3 separate regions of the Mus musculus genome follow, and all the other regions are linked to region 3. A link is a contact called in public Hi-C and promoter capture Hi-C data. All regions are on one chromosome and are shown on one strand. Each heading gives the region's core, a stretch centred on a gene start, on an enhancer-like site or on the middle of the called end of the contact. The rest is flanking DNA. Distances are from core to core; before and after follow the strand shown.

The links. Promoter capture Hi-C pulls out the DNA fragments that hold promoters and counts their contacts. Hi-C and Micro-C count contacts between places; a contact is called where the count stands out from the background.
Region 1: a contact with region 3 is called in a Hi-C map of embryonic fibroblasts, with 6 times the contacts expected there. The contact joins the enhancer-like site here to the promoter of Adra1b in region 3. A contact is called at or near these places in 26 of 484 Hi-C or Micro-C datasets (the C2C12 cell line, the HL-1 cell line, the MC3T3-E1 cell line and 17 more) and 3 of 115 datasets of contacts at active chromatin or transcription factors (VIP interneurons, cardiomyocytes and heart atrium).
Region 2: a contact with region 3 is called in a promoter capture Hi-C map of the SN4741 cell line, with 3 times the contacts expected there. The contact joins the enhancer-like site here to the promoter of Adra1b in region 3. A contact is called at or near these places in 1 of 39 promoter capture datasets (the SN4741 cell line), 1 of 15 datasets of contacts at CTCF or cohesin (the NIH/3T3 cell line), 3 of 484 Hi-C or Micro-C datasets (embryonic fibroblasts, nephron progenitors and reprogramming fibroblasts), 2 of 115 datasets of contacts at active chromatin or transcription factors (both in embryonic stem cells) and 2 of 9 other capture datasets (adipose tissue and pancreatic islet).

Annotation. Positions count from the first base shown.
Region 1 is chr11:43,765,758-43,768,457 of GRCm38.p6, reverse strand. No RefSeq gene overlaps it. Among named protein-coding and RNA genes, the nearest start is that of Ttc1, 19 kb to the right of the region's middle. Within about 2 kb of position 1,442, at least 88 of the 459 cell types and tissues checked have an H3K27ac peak or open chromatin away from gene starts, as enhancers often do. A contact at or near this core is called in the C2C12 cell line, VIP interneurons, embryonic fibroblasts and 1 more, where this site is marked.
Region 2 is chr11:43,939,229-43,941,928 of GRCm38.p6, reverse strand. No RefSeq gene overlaps it. Among named protein-coding and RNA genes, the nearest start is that of Gm12153, 19 kb to the left of the region's middle. Within about 2 kb of position 1,273, at least 8 of the 459 cell types and tissues checked have an H3K27ac peak or open chromatin away from gene starts, as enhancers often do. A contact at or near this core is called in the SN4741 cell line, where this site is marked.
Region 3 is chr11:43,835,196-43,837,895 of GRCm38.p6, reverse strand. Adra1b (adrenergic receptor, alpha 1b) reads left to right here and starts at 1,407. Exons shown (of 2, transcript NM_007416.4): 1 at 1,407-2,700. The coding sequence starts at 1,808.

The DNA.
Region 1 (2,700 bases), core at 193-2,692, 69 kb after region 3:
TTAATCAGAATGCTTATTTAGAATACGGACTTATCCCACCTCCCATTCCTCCCGACTGGGTTAGGAAATGGAAGACCCGGGCATCTGGTCTGCACATCCTTCTTCTTGAGGCACAGTTGATCATGAGCCAGAATCTTTTCTTTTTCCCCACCAGAAACAGGGCATTACACTTTAGCACAAGTGGACCTGGAACTCACCCAAGTTAGCCTTGAACGCCAAGGTGATCCTCCTGCCTCTGCCTCTCCCTGGTGCTGAAATCACAGGCAGGCTGCTGAGAAGCAATGCGCTAGAGTAGTGTTTCTCAACCTTTCTCAGGCTGGAATCCCTTAATACAGTTTTTTGCTTTATGATGAGCCCAAGCATAAAATTACTTTCGTTGCTACTTCATAACTGTAATCTTGCTGCTGGTATGAATCGTGATGTAAATATCTGATACGCAGGATAGGATATCTGGATATGTAACCGCTGTGAAAACGTTAGTCAAACTCTCGAGACGGGTCGCGACCCACGGGTTGAGAACCCTTGCTGCAAAGCATCATTGCTTTAGGAGCTGGGCTAATTTATGACCCCATGAAAACAACTGGCTTTTAGAAACCCTGATCCCCCTACAAAACACTGTTTTGCCTGCACACCAGACACCTTCATCCTTATTCGGAGGGATATACATGTCAACCAATTGAGTAACCTTACAATGCCTACTGCCTTCTGGGACTCACTTTCCCCAGTACTAAGTTCGAGGGGTCTCTTCTTCTCTGCCCAGGCTGAGCGTCTCTCTGCTTTTCAGGCTCTAACTTCTACCCTCCTGCTTGGATGAGCCAAGGATAGCAGCTGAGAAAACAAGCCCTACGCGTCTTCAGTCAAGCTTCTCTTAGTTTACCTGTACCACACTGCCCACAATAAGGAAGAAGTCTAGTGTGCAGGGGAAAGACCGCTCTATAAGAAGGTTAAAAAAAAAAAAAAAAAACAGAGTTGTTTGGATGCTTTTCGTTTGGTTTTATTTTATTTGAATTTGCCAGTACAGAGAATTGAACCTAGCCCTCACTCACGTAAGCTAGACAAGAGTTTACCACTGAACTACATCTCCAGCTTTCGTTCCTTTTAAATGACGCAGGAAGGTTTCGGTTTCCTCCTTTGCATGTGGAAGTATTTGCAGTCAGGTTTCTGTGGTTTGTGCTTACTGCCAAGAGCTCTGCTCGCACACCGCATCCAAGCACCCTGAGGGACGCGCATCTCTCCACCGCTACGCCGCATCTACAGCTCAACGCTAGGAAGGAATACAGAGGGGGGCCCCCCGGGGCTGCTCCTAGCCACCTGCAATCTGGCGTCCTTCCTCCACGCACACTTGGAAGCTGTTTCTCGGACGAGGTGGTGAGAGGCACTGCGCCACGCCCCCTCGCGCGCCACCGCGTTCTTAGAGTGCAACCTGCCCGGCGTTCAGGCAGGCGGGCGCGCCATCTGCTGTCCAATACGAGTAAGCAACGCGAATGAAACGTTGCTCTGCAATTCAGCTTGGATCTTCTCTGCAGCTCTTCCCTTGACTCTCAGTTGGGGAAATGTTCTGGAATCCTAGGTTAAGGGTACTTAACTTGGGATCTGTGTGTTAGCTTCAACAAGTCTAGGAACCCTCCAAATACTACTCAGAGTGGGATATTTTTCTGGAAAAGAGGTAGTTTTCCTGAGTCTGACTAATAATGCTATGAATTGTAGATACACACACACACATACACACACACACACACAAAGTCTCTTGAGCAATATTGCCAGGGTATCTGGCAGATGCATATTCAACTTTCCAGATTTTGCCTGGCTGTTTCTAATATTGCCTGGCCACTTTGCTTTCCTGCCAACGAGGCATAAGACAGCCAGTTACTCTGCTTCCTCACCAGCTCCGAGAGCATTAGTCGGCTTTAATTGTAGTCATTCTAACAGGTTGGTGGTACTCTTCCTGTGGCTTGAATTTGCATTTCCCTAATGACTAGTACCGTCAAATGTCTTATCTGCTTATTTGCCCTCCATACATTTTTTGATGGTGTGTTCAAGTCTGCTCATTTTTAATAGATATTTTCATCTTAGCAAGATATATTATTTCAAGCTGAGATGTTAGGTTTCCTTATTTCTGGAACTGGAGAAATATTTCAGCTGTTGGGAGCACTTGCTGCTCTTTCAGACAACCTAGATTCAATTCCAAGCATTCATGTCTGACAACCTCTCTTGGCCTCTACAAGTACCCAAACTCAAGTGCACACATCCAATCATTTTTTAAAGATTTCTTTTTATTTCCATAACATGCAACTCCTTTTATGTATATGTTCTTTTCTCTTAGTTGATACCGTGTATTTGAATTCCTTAATTATGTCCTTTAAAATGCAGGAATATTTAATTCTGACAAAGTGTAATTTATTAATACCTTTATTTTTGGCTGATACTTTTTATTTGCACATAAGTGCTTTTAATTTAAAAAGAAAACAGAACTTTTCCTTTTAGCATCCATCAATGGAGCATCAGCTGCCAAGATGTTTGATCCTTTTGGGACTTCTAATTGAAGCAAAAACTACGTAAGGCATTTCAATACATTTTCTCACATTCAGAGGAAGATCGTGTCTTTCCCCCTCTTTCCAAAGTGCTGAGATAGAAGCATCAGGTTCAGTCTGTGTGCCTTCCAAAGGATGGTGAAGTTCAGGTTGTACGTGGACATTAAAA
Region 2 (2,700 bases), core at 24-2,523, 100 kb before region 3:
GGGCAGAGAGAACACAAAAGAAGAAAGTAATAATGTAAAAAACACAGGTTTCAGGAAAATTACAAAATGTTCAGATGCTCCACAAAGGTCCATGGTCGTGATGGTGAAATCTGCCCACTGTTCCCCAACTGTATTAGAATGACCACCTTAGCCTTCGCCCCACTCACATCTGCTCTGGGATGAGATGGGAAGCAGACAGGATCATCTGAGGATTACCTTCGGCCGTAGAAAAGAGAGCCCTCCAGCTAAGTGAACGGAACCCCTTCTGGCCACACAGCCAGGGCATGTGTGTCACTCAGTCCACTGACAATGGGCAAACCCATGACAACCTGCTTCTTGCTACTCTGTGCTCTATAATGTACCTATATGAAGCAAATTTCTGAGCATAGTGATTCTTCTATAGAGATAAGTATCTGTCGTTCAAACCAAAGGGAAGGGATGGTGAACTTAAGAGACTATAAAGCTGAGTAGGGTGGTAGAAAAATAGGTGGTTTTCCAGTTGAGGAACAAACATCAGGGAAAGAAGAATATTTCTTTTGAGATTGCTCATGAGTCCACAAAGCTCTGTTTTCTTAGCCAAACACACCACACCCTTGGAACCTTCATATATAACACATTAATATTTTCTAGGAATTTCCACTGGAAGGGAAGGATTCAGCAATAGCTTGTTAGGATGGAAGGAAAGTGAAAATCAAAACAAGGAGTGAATGGGAGAAAACTGTCATCTGGATGAAAAGGAAGAACGACCAAAGAATCAAATTTTCTGGGTAGTTTCTCCAAAGCGAGTAGGCCCTGTGGCCTACAGCAGGGAGGCTCCCACACACTGTCCCTTTCAAGGTACAGGGACACTCACAGAGCACTAACTGTGGACCACAGCTAAGCTTCGGTCACAGGGAACCTGGCCTTAAATGTGAACACTAGTGGGTGGCTGGCACTCAGCTCCCAGAGTTCTTACTTCCTCTAATGTGAGCTTCACACACATCTGGGACCTCCCCACTCCTGTTGTTTCTGTTACCTCTTTGCTCCTCATTTTCAGGTCTGACCTGACCTCTACCTGGTAGAAGAGGCAGTACTCTCTGCCTTTGGCTCCTTTTCTTTTCAAATTATGTCCTCAAGCCCTTGATAGCCTCATTCAGAATCCGTCAAGTGGAAAACCAACCACACGATGATGCTCTATTGCGGTTTGATTGTGAAATGCCTTCCCCCTACCTCTGAATCAACTCATGTGTTTGTATAATTGTTTCTGTGCTGTTTCTCTGATTATTATATTTGGGGAAGTTGTAGAATCTTTAGGAGGTGGAGTCTTGTTGAAGAAGGTGAGTCACTGTGATGGGCACAGAGGTTTAAAAGTCTGGCTCCACTTCCTATTCACTGTTTCCTGACTATAGATAGATTATAAACAGCCAGCCTCCTACTCCTGAGCCATGTCTTCCCCCACACACACACACACCCCAGGATGGAATGATCCTCTCCAACTGTAAGCCAGAATAAATCCTGCCCCGCCCCCAGACTCTTTTCTTGACTACTTGACTACAGCAATGAGAAAAGTAGTTAACATACTCTCCTTAGGTACCTTCTGCTCAGCAATGGCCTGACTCAACCTTACATTGCTTTACTTTAGACCGTCTTTGCCAATGGCAGCCTGCATTCTGGGCTCCCAGAGAGGTCCACACCCTAATCCCTAGATCCTGTGGGTTTGAGGGTATCTGAAAGAGAATTTGCAGAGTGTTTAAGTCCTGAGTATGTTTGAGCCAAGGACACGATGCTTAACTACACTGCGGACCAGGGTGTCTTTATCAGAGGGAAACAGAGGGTCAGTGGTGCTGTCGCAGTTGAAACAGAAGTCTCAGTGATGTGAGAAGGCATGAGCTTAGGGATGTGAGAAGTTCCTAGAATCTGTGTCCCTAGAAGGGACACAACTCCACTGGCACTTTGATTTGAACCTAGTGACACCCACACCATGCTGCCGGTTCTCAGATCTATAAGATAATGAATTTGAGTCATGCTGGGCCAAGAGGTTCATGGCAATTATTTTTTCAACAACAACAGAAAATGAACACCACCAATGAAATTATAATAATGCATGTAAATTTGCTAAGCTCTGTCGTTGTTCTTAAAGGGCAAACTCTCCATGAGGCCAGGGTCTTACCTAGCTTCTTCTTGAAACTCCCCCAGCACTCTCAGGCAGTGTGGATCATCTTTGCTGAATGAATATACACCACTGTGTCTGGGCCTTTCTTTTCAGTGACAATGGAGACACAGACTTGGAGCATAGAACTCGAAGAACGCAGCTTCTTGTGTTACTGCCATCACATTTTAGGTGTGAAGGTGGTCCTTCATCTCTGGTTATAGGTAACACCATCATCTTTCTATATCATATATCTATATCATATATCTATATCTACATCTACATCTATATCTATATCTATATCTAATCTATATCTATATCTATATTTTTCTGCTCACAAAATTCCTTTGACACAGTTGTAGCATCCAAGCTGATAGCCCAGCATCTTCAGCACTTCCACCCATCATCTACAACATGATACTGGTCACTTCTGTTTAAATGGGTGTATATCAATGGAGATCTTTTAAAGCGGCTTTGACAATACTGGAAGGTTATAAAATCAACTGTCATTCTTTTCTTTCTTCCTTCCTTCCTTTCCTTCTTCCTTTTTAATTGCCTTTTCCACTTCTGTC
Region 3 (2,700 bases), core at 158-2,657:
ACCTGAAGACCTTCTTTCTTTTTTTTTTTTTTTTTTTTTTTTTTGAAGACCTTCTTTCTAAAAACAAACAAACAAACAAACAAACAAGAAAATTCTTCCCTGGTTTGACTTTTTTCTTCTTCCTTTTTGTAATTACCCACCTCTGGAAATAGGGTTTGTAGCCTAATAGCCTACATGTATACAAGGCAATACAAGAAAAGAGCCAACAGGCAAGACCCCCCCCCCCAAGTCCCTTCCCCAGGATTTGGCAATCAGTCCTCACTCTCTACTCCCAGAGATACAACTAGCTCCCTCTCACCCTTCCCTCCCTTCCTCCCTCCTTCCCTCCTTCCCTCCTTCCCTCCTTCCCTCCCTCCCTCCTCCCTCCTTCCCTCCCTCCCTCAACTATCTCTTTAGTGACAACCCCAAGCCCCTTCTTAAAATGTCAAGTTCAGCCTAGAGATGCTGCTCACTTGGTAGAGTATGTGCTTGCCTAGAATGCACGAAGCCCTGAATTCCATCCCCAGTATCAAATAAACCAACCACGGCGGTACATGCTTGTAATTCCAGCACTCAGGAGGTGGCCATAGGAAAATCAAGAGTTCAAAGGTATTCTTGTGTTATACAGTGAGCTGGAGGGCAACCTGAGCTACATCATACTCTGTCATTAAAAAAAAAAATCCAATTCATATTCTTCCATACCCTGGTTGCATTTCTCTGTCCTCAATTAATCTTCTCCTAAACTCCTGTCATTAGATGTCTCGCTTCAGATTTTGCTTGTTTGATAAGCTTCCACTTGCCGGTCAGGAATCTGGGTACCCTTCTAACTGTTGGAGAACAGTGCCTAGAATGGAGCCACTGCCTGGAGGTGGACATTAACAATCCACTGAAGGAATGTGTGCAGGGAATAACTGAACGAATGAATGAGCAACAGAAGTTTCTAGGTTTTATCAAGGCCAAAGAGGTTGCAAGGGGGAACTAAAGTATACGCCTGGTCTCAGATGTGACTCAAGTCTCTGTCACCTGCCTAACGCAGGGATTTTCTTCCTTTTGTAGAAGCCAGTTGTGTAGAAGTTGCACATCTCTCTGAACCCATGGCTTGACTCCAGGAGCCCCCATTAGAGGTAAGCATCCCCACCCTACCTTTTAACTGAAGCGTGAACAGGGGGAAAAAATAATCCCAGCGGGCCCCCTGGGGTGTATGAACCGGGATGCCCACACCCGGATCCCCTGCTCTGCTCCCCGCCCCATCCCCGCAGAGGGAGCGGTGCCGGGCGCGGCAGGTCTCCAAGCCGACTAGGCTGGCGCTGGCGTCGGGGCTGCGCTCCTTGGCTGGACCCGCATTGCCCCCTAGTGCCGCACAGAGTCAGGGCGCCCGGGCTTCCCCGCCTGATGTCACCGCCGTGCAGTCAGCCCAGAGGCGGCTCATTGAAAGCAGACCCTCCTCGCGATCGCTGGGCGGAGAAGGCACCGCGGTCCGTAGACCCGCCGCGGGCCGGGCACAGCCGGGCACCCCCGGCCCGGCGCCCGCTCCTCCCCGCGCTCCCGCGCCAGCCCGGCCAGGCGCGCCTGACGTGGACCATTAAACTTGGAGCTGCCGCCTCGTCCCCTCTCTCCTCCTCCTCCCTCTGACAGGCGAGCGAGCCGCTGGGTGCAGGCAGGCGACGTGCTGCCGGGCTAGGCTGCCCGGGGGAGATGACTTCTCGCCAGGAGGACGCCTCTGGAAAGAAGACCACGGAGGGAGCAAAGTTTCAGGGCAGCTGAGGAGCTTTGGTCGCAGCCCTTCCGAGCCCAATCTCCTCCCTGGCTATGGAGGGCGGACTTTAAAATGAATCCCGATCTGGACACCGGCCACAACACATCAGCACCTGCCCACTGGGGAGAGTTGAAAGATGCCAACTTCACTGGCCCCAACCAGACCTCGAGCAACTCCACACTGCCCCAGCTGGACGTCACCAGGGCCATCTCTGTGGGCCTGGTGCTGGGCGCCTTCATCCTCTTTGCCATCGTGGGCAACATCTTGGTCATCCTGTCGGTGGCCTGCAACCGGCACCTGCGGACGCCCACCAACTACTTCATTGTCAACCTGGCCATTGCTGACCTGCTGTTGAGCTTCACAGTCCTGCCCTTCTCCGCTACCCTGGAAGTGCTCGGCTACTGGGTGCTGGGGCGCATCTTCTGTGACATCTGGGCAGCGGTTGATGTCCTGTGTTGCACGGCCTCCATCCTGAGCCTATGTGCCATCTCCATTGACCGCTACATTGGGGTGCGATACTCTCTGCAGTACCCCACGCTGGTCACCCGCAGGAAGGCCATCTTGGCGCTCCTCAGTGTGTGGGTCTTGTCCACGGTCATCTCCATCGGGCCTCTCCTTGGATGGAAAGAACCTGCGCCCAATGACGACAAAGAATGTGGGGTCACAGAAGAACCCTTCTACGCCCTCTTTTCCTCCCTGGGCTCCTTCTACATCCCACTGGCGGTCATCCTGGTCATGTACTGCCGAGTCTACATCGTGGCCAAGAGGACCACCAAGAATCTGGAGGCGGGAGTCATGAAGGAAATGTCCAACTCCAAAGAGCTGACCCTGAGAATCCACTCTAAGAACTTTCATGAGGACACCCTCAGCAGTACCAAGGCCAAGGGCCACAACCCCAGGAGTTCCATAGCTGTCAAACTTTTTAAGTTCTCCAGGGAAAAGAAAGCAGCCAAAACCTTGGGCAT